4 separate regions of the Mus musculus genome follow, and all the other regions are linked to region 1. Evidence: chromatin contacts called from public Hi-C, Micro-C and promoter capture Hi-C data. All regions are on one chromosome and are shown on one strand. The core of a region is the stretch at or near the end of the contact, and the rest is flanking DNA. Distances in the headings are between cores, read along the strand shown. Region 1 holds the start of Tmsb10 (thymosin, beta 10). Region 2 overlaps Dnah6 (dynein, axonemal, heavy chain 6). Region 3 overlaps Dnah6 (dynein, axonemal, heavy chain 6). Region 4 holds the start of Tcf7l1 (transcription factor 7 like 1 (T cell specific, HMG box)).

Region 1 (2,700 bases), core at 103-2,602:
TGCCTGGATATAGAAGATGGAGGGGTCCAGAATAACAAGAGAAAGGGGGCCTGAATACCAGTCACTATGCAATAAAAAGCACAAAGCCAGGCATGATAACACAGGCTTTTAGGCCTAACATTCAAGAAACAGGCCAATCTCTATGAGTTCAAATCCAGGCTGATCTACATACTGAGATCCATAAACATATGGCTACATAAACAGGTGACGCCCTTTCTAAAGAAAATAATTTTTTAAAAAGGAGACTAGTACAGAAATCACAGGATTGTGTTACATAAGAAACAACTTTCTTTAAAAGATTTATTTTTATTTTATGTGCATGAGTGTTTTATGCACACCAAACTCATACCTGGTGCCCAAGCAGGCCAGAAGAGGATGCCAAGTCTCCTAAAACTAGAGCTACAGATGCTTGTAAGCCACCGTGTGGGTGAGCCCCACGTGGATGAGACAACTCTCTACAACCCCCACCCCCACTAAACTGTTATTACTTCAAGCAAAGATATTTTGCTCTTTGTCTGTCTATCTGAACCATGAAGTTTGCCGTTCAGGAAATGTTTCTCCTCTTTTTCTTCTATCAGTAGAATATGCTCTATATTCAACACAGGAAAAGGGATGGGAGTGGGGATGGATGGCGTTTCAGCCCTGGGTGATATAATAGAACTCACTGTCCATGGGGGTTGTAGGAGCTGAAGAGGTAACTTTTTCAGGAGTGCAGTATCCCACTCCTGGAATGGGTTAACAAGAAAAAGCAAGGTTTGCAGGCACAGGAGCTTTTTCCCCTCTTTTTCCTTCTAAAAACCACATTGAAGGTTAACTGAAGGAGAAAAACCGCACCCTCCAGTACAGTGTTTCTAAAAGGCCACTGAGAAAAGGAACAGCGGAGCCCTCCCGGGAGTCCTAGCTCCCACCTCCGCCCTTAGACAATGCCTGAAAACAGCTTGTTTTAAGAAGCACCAACCACAAGAAAATAGAAAGAAGGAGACTCTGGAGAGCAAACGCAAGAGACTTGAGGCGACGCGGGTGGGGTGTCTCCCGCGAGCAGGGCTGCAGCAGAGCGCGCGTGCTCGCCCGCACACCCACAACCCTACACCACACATACATTCAACAAAACCCCAAGTCCTTCCCCGCTGCCCCCCCCCCCACGCCCTTCCCGCGGGGTGAGCAGCAGGCTCCTGGGTACTAGGAAAAGGAGATATATCAAGAAAAGAGACCACCGGGAGCTGGTGCCTGCCACCCTCCACGCGGGATCGCAACGGGTTAGGAACGCGGGCCGAGAAGGGCGGAGCCCCAGGCAGCCTGGAGATGCTGAGCGCCCCCCAGCCCCCGCGCGCGCTGGCCACGCCCTCCGCGCGGGCTGGCCACGCCCTCGTTGCGGCGGGCGAGAGGCGGGGCGGGGCGCGGTGTATATAAGACGAGGGGCGGGCGCCGCTCTTTTGTCTCTTGCTGCAGCAACGAGAGTGGGAGCACCTGGAGCGCGAGCTCGGAAGGAGAATCCACGGTAAGGCACAGCGCCGGCCTTGGGGCCTACCCTGGGTGGGGTCGGGCCAGTTTATGGCTGGCGGGCGCGTTCCCCTTCGGTTGCAACAGGCGACCCGGCGGTTTGGAATCTTCTGGGGCTAGCAGGCCACGCCCTGGGGCTTCGGAGGGAGGGTGTGGTGGACGAGTCTAGGATCCTCGGCCTCCGGGCTGCGGGAACGCCCAGGACTGGGAATGCCACGTTGAGAGGCGTTCGCGGAAGGCGCGGGATCCAGGACGCGCTGGTCACCCCCAAGCCCCTGGCCACCCATTATCACCTTGTTTCGCCCATCAGAGTTGTAAGAAAATGGCAGACAAGCCGGACATGGGGGAAATCGCCAGCTTCGATAAGGCCAAGCTGAAGAAAACCGAGACGCAGGAGAAGAACACCCTGCCGACCAAAGAGAGTAAGTGTGCCCCGGGTTCCCACCCCAGCGCTCCTCCCTTCCCTGCTGTGCCAGCCCGGCACCCCCACCCCCATCCGGCCACTATCTTCCCACCCCGAATCTAAGGCCACAGCCACCCTTCCAGTCACACAAAGCACTTTGTCTCTTCCAAACCCCTTCTCTGTCCGCAGGCCTCGTGGGTGCCTCACCCACACCAGGTTTGTGGGTTGGGTATGGGGGGCTGTAAGGTAGCTCCAATGACCACATCCCTCCCTTCGCAGCCATTGAACAGGAAAAGAGGAGTGAAATCTCCTAAAAGCCTAGGAAGATTTCCCCACCCCACCCCACCCCGCCCCATCATCTCCAAGACCCCCTCGTGATGTGGAGGAAGAGCCACCTGCAAGATGGACGCGAGCCACAAGCTGCACTGTGAAACCCGGGCACTCCGAGCCGATGCCACCGGCCCGCGGGTCTCTGAAGGGGACCCCTCCACTAATCGGACTGCCAAATTTCACCGGTTTGCCCTGGGATATTATAGAAAATTATTTGTATGATTGATGAAAATAAAAACACCTCGTGGCATGGTTGGCGTGGTCTGAATTTTTTAGTTGAGTATGCGTGGGCAGAGCGGTCTGGGAGTGAGTTGTGCCGCAGGGAGAGAGGAGGGGACGTGGTAGAATGGGTGAGGAGGATGTATCGTTTTTATTTTTGTTTTACGTGCTTCTCGACATGCGGTTTCCTGGGTTCTCAGTTGCTTCGCCCTTAATGCGATCCATGTCAATTTTAACCCCATTTTGAA
Region 2 (2,700 bases), core at 158-2,657, 130 kb before region 1:
AGAACTGATTTTCCTGTGAGCACATCTGTTAGGGACTCTCTTGATTGTTAATTGCTGTGAAAAGACCCAACCCACTGTGGGCAGCACCATTCCCTAGGCAGAGGGTCTCAAACAGTAGGCAAGATTGAGGAAGCCATCTGAGCATGAGCAAACAAGCAGCAAAGATAAGGTTATTTCTCTCTGCTTTTGACTGCAGACGTTATGTAACTAGCTGCTTTGAGTTCCTGCCTTGACTGCAACCTGGAATTGTACTTCAAATAAGCCCTTTTTTTCCCCAATGTCACTTTGGTTCAGGGTGTTTTATCACAGCATGAGCAGTGAAGGGGAAGAAACAAAAGAAGATGGAAACTCAATAAAGTCCCTGTGTTAGGACTTAGGATGCTGTTTACTATTTAAGTATCTTTTAAAGGTAGAACCGGTACCTGTAAGTTTTGGAATGAATACTCGATAACTTCATATAATGACTATAGCATGGTAGATTTATGATGGCCACTTTGCTTTTCCAATAGATCGTCGTCGAAGAGTTCCTTGAAGACATAAACAACATTCTGAATTCTGGTGAAGTGCCTAATTTATTTGAGAAGGACGAGTTGGAGCACGTTTTAGCAGCCACCCGACCAAAAGCAAAGGAAGTTGGAATCTCTGAGGGGAACAGAGATGAGGTAGCACATCCCAGAATTATTATACAACTTTCTAAGCAAAGATGGCCTTAGCCCTTTTGTTCAGTTAGGGTAGATTTTTTTACATGTTTGGGTTTTTTTTTTTTTTGTTTATTTTAATTCTATTTATTTTATTTTCTGTGTTTAAAGTGTTTGTTCACTATACTTTCAGAAATACCCATGGATACAGAAATCAGAAATCCCATTGCCTACGCAGAGATTACAGTCATAGCCAGATCCCCTTCTTTGAGCCTGTACTTGTTAGATACATCTACAGTCTCTCACCTGAGAAAGGCTACAGGTGCAAGCCCAATGCTTTTTATACTCTCGATTAGCAGCAAGGTCCTACACGATGAAAACAGAAATATGCTCTATTCTCTCTCTCTCTCTCTCTCCCTCCCTCTCTCTCTCTCTCTCTCTCTCTCTCTCTCTCTCTCTCTCTCACATACACACACACACACACACACACACACACACACACACACACACTATAGCTGATATCCGCCTTCATTTCTCCAGCTTTCCTTCCCTCTGCACCTCCTTCCACTTTCAAGGCTATTATTATGGGATAGTTAATGTGTCCCCTGTGAGAACTGTCCTGGGCCAGAGATGATAATGAGTACAGTCAGCAAGTCTACTGCAGCAACTACCTTATGCCAGAGGGGCCCTCATTAGAGAGGTGCAAAACCTCAGGAGGCCAAAGAACGAGAAGCAGCCCGACTCCTCGGAACGAATGTGCAATGCACACTGTTCAGTGCAATAATCCATTCCATTCCTGTTCCGTGGAAATAATCTGACCAGAAGTAATTTTAGAAAGGAAAGGATTTATTTGGCTGACAATTCCTGATTACAGTCCCTGATAGCAGGGCAGTCAGGGCAGGAACTGAAGCAGGCCATCTCACTTCACAGTCAAGAGCAGACAGAAAACAAAAACAACCCGGCTGCCTGCATATATCTGCTCTTCTCTCACAGACAGTTTAGTGTCCAGTCCATGGAATGGTGCCTCCCACCATGGGCTGGGTCTTCCTACATCAAAGAACAATCAAGACAATCCCCCACAGCCACGCCCACAGACAGCCACGCCCACAGACAGCCACGCCCACAGACAGCCACGCCCACAGACAGCCACGCCCACGGACAGCCACACCTGATGTGGATAATCCTTCGCTGAGGCTCTTTTCCAGGTTATTCCAGGTTATGTCAAGTTGATTACTAAAAGCAACCATCACATACATTGTGGGAATTAAAAGGCAAGGGAGCCCAAGCCTTTACTGTGCCATTCCTGTTATACCAGTGAGCCAGCCGGTGGCCAACCACTGTGCCCCTGATAACAGCCACCAGCCACAAAGCAATGTATCCTCCTCCTTGGCAGGAATGTCGGAAGTAAGGTGTAATATCCAAAACTTAACTCTCCAGAGCCACCATTCTTTCAGGCTTCTCAGCTACAAAGATAAATGCCAAGGGCCTGCCCCTTACTCCTGACTGCTCTCTATCCTAAAACAAAACCAATGAAGGTCTCTCTCTCTCTCCACTTAAGAGGTCTCCTCAAAGTCATATACAGTGCTCAGATTGCAGCGAAAACTGCAAAATGTCTTTTCCTTTCTTCGAGACTGACTGCAGGGTCTCACACATGGTAGATAAGCCATCCATCACTTATCTCCAGCACTCCACTTTTATTGTTTGAGACAAGATTTCAGTAAATCTCCCAGTGTAGCCTTGAACTTACTCTGTAGTTCAGGGTAGCCCTAAACCTTCATCCTCCTGCCTCTGCCTCCTAGGTAACTGGAATTACAGAACCGTACCACCATCAGGTCTGCCTCTAGCTGTCCTTTATAGTACTTTCAGATTGCATGAGTGTCTTCATTACTTTCTTGTTGCTCTAATAAAAATTACCTAACACAAGTAACTTAAAGATGAAAGAGTTTACTCCAGATCCTAGTTCGGGGTACTGCCCATTAAGGGTACAACCCATCATGGCAGGGTAGCCATAGTACCAAGAGCTTGAAGCAATTGCACACAAAGCATCCACAGTTGGAAAGCA
Region 3 (2,700 bases), core at 133-2,632, 220 kb before region 1:
CCAAAACCTCCCGTGGGCTAACCTGTGGGAAATCATACACCCTGCACCACTGCAGCCATGCAGAGAATAAAGAACTTGCATTGTATGAGGGAAAATAACTAAACGTGCATTTGCTTTTTGGTTTAACAATGCCACCTCTAGACACACCTGAAAACACAGGGTCAGAGATAGAAAAGAACATACACATGAGGCTACTCTTAGCATCTTGCTTCTGATTGCGGAAACATCAGAAACTATCAAAATACCCATCCCCGGGCAGGAAGACAGGGGTTAACTGTATGGAGTGACATCCAAGACTCACTGTGAAGTGAGCAAGCCAAGAGACAGTTTTCTGTCATCTGTCCTTTTTGCGTCAGAAAAGGGGGCAGGGCAGAGAGGCCCGTAAACCAGAAGCCAAGGAAAACAGCTCTGCATTGGAGAGTGTGGAAATGATTCAGGAAGGGTCAGAGTGGGGGGTGTGCAGTGCAAACAATAAGGAGAGTAACCCTTCTGAGTGTAGGTTTAATATAGTTCTAAACAAGAGTGGAGGGGGAATAAAGTACAAACAAAACCAAATAAATCCAAGTTAGTTGAGCAACATAACTACACTGAAGAATGGGAAGATGAGGATGAAAGCAAGTTTATCATCACCACCACTACCATCACCCTCCTCATCATCATTATTAATGAAAGGTTTGAAACTCAGGGCCCCACATAAACTTGAACATAGTAGTTAGGACTTTGGCCACATAACCTTATGCTAACTTCTAAGCTTGCTTTTGTCCGTGGAATCAGTGTATCTGCAATCCCAGACCACTTTCTGTGTGTTCCACAGTTGAACAAATAAGTAAAACCATATTGTGGGCAGTTGTACTAGTTAGATTGCTATTGCTGTAATGAAATACCGAGACGAAAAGCAACCTGGGGAGGAAAGGGTTACTTCAGCTTACAGCTGAGTTGTGGTCAGTCAGTGAGTTAAGTTAGGTCAGGAAGAGGCAGGAACTAACATAGGGACAGTGAAGAAGGCTGCTTTCTAGCTCACTCCTCAGGGCTTGCTCCGAATGCTTTGTTAAACAAACCAGGGATGGCTCTGTCCCCACAGGGCTGGGCCCTCCCACACCAATCATTAATCAAGAAAATGCCCTATAGACTTGCATACAGACTATCTAATGAGGGAAATTCCTCAGTTAAGGTTCCCTCTTCCAAGATCACTCTAGCTCATAGCAAAGTGACAACAAAACAAAACAAACACACAACCCTAACCAGCACAGGAATGAAGAGATTATATATCTTCAAAGAATTAACAAGTGGGGAAAGAAAGACCACTTTCTGAACTGAATGGTTTTGCATTGAGATTAGAGTCATGAACTCATGGTTTTTATTGGCTGGTAGAAAAATAGAGAACTGAGATCTACATATGCGTGCTGTGTGGTGTGGTGTGGTGTGGTGTGATGTGCTCTGTGTGTGTGTGTGTGTGTGTGTGTGTGTGTTCTACTTAGGAAAAATTCCCTTGAGAGTTAGAAAGATGGCTCCGACGTTAACCACACACACTGATCCTTCAGAGGGTGCAAGCTTCATTTCTAGCACACACACCAGGCAGCTCACATTTCGAAGTCCTGCTCTGGGGGATCAGACACCTCTGTCCACCATGGGCATGGGCACCTGCACTCATGTGCCCGTACTCTCACACACACACACACACACACACACCACACACACACACACACACACACACACACACACACACGTAACTAGAAATATTAGGGGAAAAAATCAGTCTTGTTCATCTGTCACCACTTAGGAAACAATTCACGCAGCGTTCGACTCTGCACGCTTGTACGCAGCGACATTTGAAAAGTTTCAGTTATTCTTCAAGGAAAACGAGAGTCTGGATCTAGAAGCCCTGAAGCAGGAGGAGCCTGGTGAGTCTGCCCTCGCTAAAGCACATTTGACCGAGATAACAAGACCTGTCGTCTTCTGGGTTTCTGTTTGGTGGTGTTCAGTGACACCGAGTGTTGACCTGAAACGTTTGACCAGGCAAAGGCAGGACTTTATGCACATCTGGTATTTCCCATGGAATCCCTCATTTTCTTTCCTCTGCGCCCGCATCCCTGTATCTGGTAAAGTGCGGGGTGGTTCCTCAGTCACGCGTGGCCCATCTGTCGAGGTTGCTGTAAGACCTGTGTGCCTTGTGAAGAGTTGAAAAGGAGGTGGGATTCTACCATTCCTGCCAGGCAAGGCTTACAGAAGCCCTCTGTCTCAGAAATTCAAGATACAATTTTCTTCCTATACCACCCTGAGACCTGGTGAGGATGATCAACAATTCTTAGTGTTGAATTCAGGCCCGGGGACAAACCATTCCATTGGAATCCTTATTCTTGGGTGTGACAGGAGTTGGACGTGTTTCACAGGATGTCTTTTCCAGAGCATGATGCAAGCGAGTGACCTTTTAACCTTATGGACTGATTTTATGGCGTTTTATTTTCAGGAAAAAAAATCCAATTTTTATTTTTATAAAATATGGTTTTTGAACACAAAGTAGATCTATTCCAAATAACCAGCTTAATAATTTATATCATCTAACTCACAGGGGTTAAATGAAGGGCCTGATGTATGCTCTGAGGTATACTGGCAGCCTATGGCTTTCTTCTTTTATGATTCAATTGTGATCTTATGAAAGAACAGACATTGTGCCTCCTCTTCCTCTTCCTCCTCCTCTTC
Region 4 (2,700 bases), core at 26-2,525, 170 kb after region 1:
CAGCTGACTGAGGATATATGAGTCTATCTAGTCCCGAGGATTGAACACAGGACCTCATGAATGCTAAATACACGCTCTACCATCTCCATCTTTTAAATGATACCTAACTTGTGAGGGAATGAGTGCACATGGCATGGTCCACACGTAGAAGCTAGAGGACGAGTGTCTGTTCTCTACTTCCACCATGTGGGTACCGGACAGGGAACTGAAGACATGGGGCTTGACGGTAAGTACCTGCTGAGCCATCTTGTTAGCGCCCAGATACTCTCTCAAGTCTGTTTTTTACCTATGAAGCTAGTTAGGTAATTTGCTTATGGTGCTTGTGGGCTATCACGGCAGCTTCCTAATCAGCTTTGGGAGTTCTGGGTGATAATTTCTTCTTAAAATCAATACAGTTAAAATCCCGTCTGAATCCAAGACAGTGAGTATTGAATTTCACACCTCTTCTCCAGCTTTAGAGAGAAAGCGTGATCTTCAAGGTTGCAGTAGTTCCTTACTAAGAGGAAGTGATCAAAAACACAGTTTGGGGACAGGAATGCGTTGGAATACCATAGGAAAGGGAATGTAAGACCGCTCAACTTGTTTCAAAGTGTCACAAAATCTGGCTGAGTAGAAGGGCTGATGGGATCCTGTACTCGGCAGGCTGAGTGGTTGTGCTCGGCGGATCTGCGAGTCCTCGGCTGTCCCGCAGGGGGCAGTGCTGCCTGCCAGTGCGGTGGGAGCGGAGTGGGAACCCGCGCGGAGTTCTGGGGCTTGTTTGCAAAGAAAGTTAGGGGATGTGAAGGAGTGCGGGCCAGACTCTTAGAGGGAGGGTGCGAGAAAGGACTTCCCAGGGTAGCCATGGAGTTCACTGGAGGGGATCTGGATAAGTTCGAGGGGTAGGGTGGTCGCACGAGGAGGGTAGTTGTAGGCCCCGGAAGGTGCAAGCGAGCAGGACGCGAGTGTGAATACGAGTGTGCGTGCGCGCGCTGCAGTTCGCCTGGTTCCGAGAGGCGCGGGTGTCAGCTTGCAGCCGGGGCTCCTCCCTCCGGCCCCCCTGCCCCGCCGGGCGGTCCCTCCCTCCTTCCCCATCGCCCCTCCCCGGCGGGCCAGGCGCTGGGACGCCCGGGCCGAGAAGGCAGCGGCGGTGGCGGCGGCTAGTTGGGAGTCCTAGGTTCCGTGCTGCGGGACGATTCGGAGCCGAGTGTCTCTTGCCCCGGCTGGGCGGTGCTGGGCCCGCTTCCCACAGAGCCACGCCCTGTCAAAACTTTGTCGCCGCAGCGGCCAAACGATCGGAGCCGGGCCAGCGAGAGGGAGGGAGGGGCGCCGGGCCGGGCCAGGCAGGGCGCGGGGCTCCGAGCGCAGCGGCCCCGGCCCGTGGCCCCACCATGCCCCAGCTCGGTGGTGGCCGCGGTGGCGGCGCCGGCGGGGGAGGCGGTGGCTCCGGAGCCGGGGCAACCAGTGGAGGGGACGACCTCGGAGCGAACGACGAGCTGATCCCCTTCCAGGACGAGGGGGGCGAAGAGCAAGAGCCGAGCAGCGACAGCGCTTCGGCGCAGAGGGATCTGGATGAGGTCAAGTCGTCCCTGGTCAACGAATCGGAGAATCAGAGCAGTAGCTCGGACTCCGAGGTAAAGGGATTCCTAGGGTCAGCCTCTGGGGGACCCGGGTCCCGCTCCCGCTCACCCGCCCTCGCCTTTGTGTCTCCTCCACAGGCGGAGAGGCGCCCGCAGCCCGCCCGGGACGCTTTCCAGAAGCCGCGCGACTATTTCGCCGAAGGTAAGTGCCTTCTCCGTCAGTCTCCACTCTCCAGCCATCAGCGATTGGCCGTACGGGTCTCCACGGTCCGGGTGGCGGAACCCCTGCTCTCCTCCCATCGCTGCAGCAGCCACTCTGGGGCTCACTCGAGGGGTGCTCGGGTTCCAGATTCCCGCCCCGAGCTCCAGATAGCTACTCTGTCTGGGGGACCCCTGACCTCACTCCACTTTGGTTTTGTCCGCAGTGAGAAGGCCCCAGGATGGCGCTTTTTTTAAGGGACCTGCGTATCCTGGGTACCCCTTCCTGATGATTCCAGACCTGAGCAGCCCGTACCTCTCCAACGGACCCCTGTCTCCTGGTGGAGCGCGCACCGTAAGTGTCAGTCCGGCCGTGCCGGGACCGGTGGGCGTCGGGCCCGGCGGGATGCGCCCCTGGGCTTTCCGTGGTGTGGGGGATGGGGCCTCCTGCCTGAGCTGATCCTGGGCCGAACTTGTTTGCAGAGTCAAACTCCCCTGTGGCGGCCTAGTATGAGACTGCTTTTGGCCAGTAACGGGATGAAAGTAAAGTTCTTTTAACTTCTCGCCTTTGGGAGATTGCGGCCTGGTGGGACCTCCCAGCCTCCCAAATTCCTTGCTCCTACCAAAGGAAAACTTGGATTTGTGCCTGCCTTTGGAGGTGGGGGGTGTGTGTTTGGGGGGGGGGTGTCTCGCTTTCCTTCCCGGAGATTGGTCAGCTTTCCCCTTGGCAAGGGAGAAAGTTGGGCAAGGGCCTGGAGGATCCTGACTTGAGATGTCCTCTGACCTGCGGGTTCCCTGGGCTGCTGTGAGCTGTACAAACTCCTTATTTTGTGTGAACTATTCACGACCCACCCCCAATCCTCACCCCCAGGGCCTCAATTTTTCTGCAGAACTCTGGGTTTTAAACTCCTCTGAGATGGTTTGGAGGGCGACCCAAGGCATTCTT

What was found. Promoter capture Hi-C pulls out the DNA fragments that hold promoters and counts their contacts. A called contact is a pair of places that touch in the nucleus more often than the background predicts.
Region 2: a contact with region 1 is called in a Hi-C map of olfactory sensory neurons, with 1.5 times the contacts expected there. The contact joins the enhancer-like site here to the promoter of Tmsb10 in region 1. A contact is called at or near these places in 2 of 39 promoter capture datasets (the SN4741 cell line and cranial neural crest), 1 of 484 Hi-C or Micro-C datasets (olfactory sensory neurons) and 3 of 115 datasets of contacts at active chromatin or transcription factors (bone marrow-derived macrophages and embryonic stem cells).
Region 3: a contact with region 1 is called in a promoter capture Hi-C map of the HPC-7 cell line, with 3 times the contacts expected there. The contact joins the enhancer-like site here to the promoter of Tmsb10 in region 1. A contact is called at or near these places in 12 of 39 promoter capture datasets (the C10 cell line, the HPC-7 cell line, the SN4741 cell line and 6 more), 1 of 15 datasets of contacts at CTCF or cohesin (the NIH/3T3 cell line) and 13 of 115 datasets of contacts at active chromatin or transcription factors (VIP interneurons, bone marrow-derived macrophages, craniofacial prominence and 7 more).
Region 4: a contact with region 1 is called in a Micro-C map of embryonic stem cells, with 4 times the contacts expected there. The contact joins the promoter of Tcf7l1 here to the promoter of Tmsb10 in region 1. A contact is called at or near these places in 5 of 484 Hi-C or Micro-C datasets (embryonic fibroblasts, embryonic stem cells and uterus), 5 of 115 datasets of contacts at active chromatin or transcription factors (embryonic stem cells, memory CD8 T cells, pancreatic cancer cells and 1 more) and 1 of 9 other capture datasets (adipose tissue).

Annotation. Positions count from the first base shown.
Region 1 is chr6:72,957,135-72,959,834 of GRCm38.p6, reverse strand. It overlaps Tmsb10 (thymosin, beta 10), which reads left to right and starts at 1,352. Exons shown (of 3, transcript NM_025284.4): 1 at 1,352-1,498; 2 at 1,811-1,922; 3 at 2,183-2,488. The coding sequence starts at 1,823. The coding sequence ends at 2,217.
Region 2 is chr6:73,090,003-73,092,702 of GRCm38.p6, reverse strand. Dnah6 (dynein, axonemal, heavy chain 6) reads left to right here. Exons shown (of 77, transcript NM_001164669.1): 47 at 510-662. Among named protein-coding and RNA genes, the nearest start is that of Gm24533, 50 kb to the left of the region's middle. Within about 2 kb of position 1,407, at least 5 of the 459 cell types and tissues checked have an H3K27ac peak or open chromatin away from gene starts, as enhancers often do. A contact at or near this core is called in olfactory sensory neurons, where this site is marked.
Region 3 is chr6:73,180,908-73,183,607 of GRCm38.p6, reverse strand. Dnah6 (dynein, axonemal, heavy chain 6) reads left to right here. Exons shown (of 77, transcript NM_001164669.1): 12 at 1,781-1,901. Among named protein-coding and RNA genes, the nearest start is that of Dnah6, 39 kb to the left of the region's middle. Within about 2 kb of position 1,382, at least 30 of the 459 cell types and tissues checked have an H3K27ac peak or open chromatin away from gene starts, as enhancers often do. A contact at or near this core is called in the HPC-7 cell line and bone marrow-derived macrophages, where this site is marked.
Region 4 is chr6:72,787,620-72,790,319 of GRCm38.p6, reverse strand. It overlaps Tcf7l1 (transcription factor 7 like 1 (T cell specific, HMG box)), which reads left to right and starts at 1,275. Exons shown (of 12, transcript NM_009332.3): 1 at 1,275-1,610; 2 at 1,695-1,758; 3 at 1,982-2,109. The coding sequence starts at 1,368.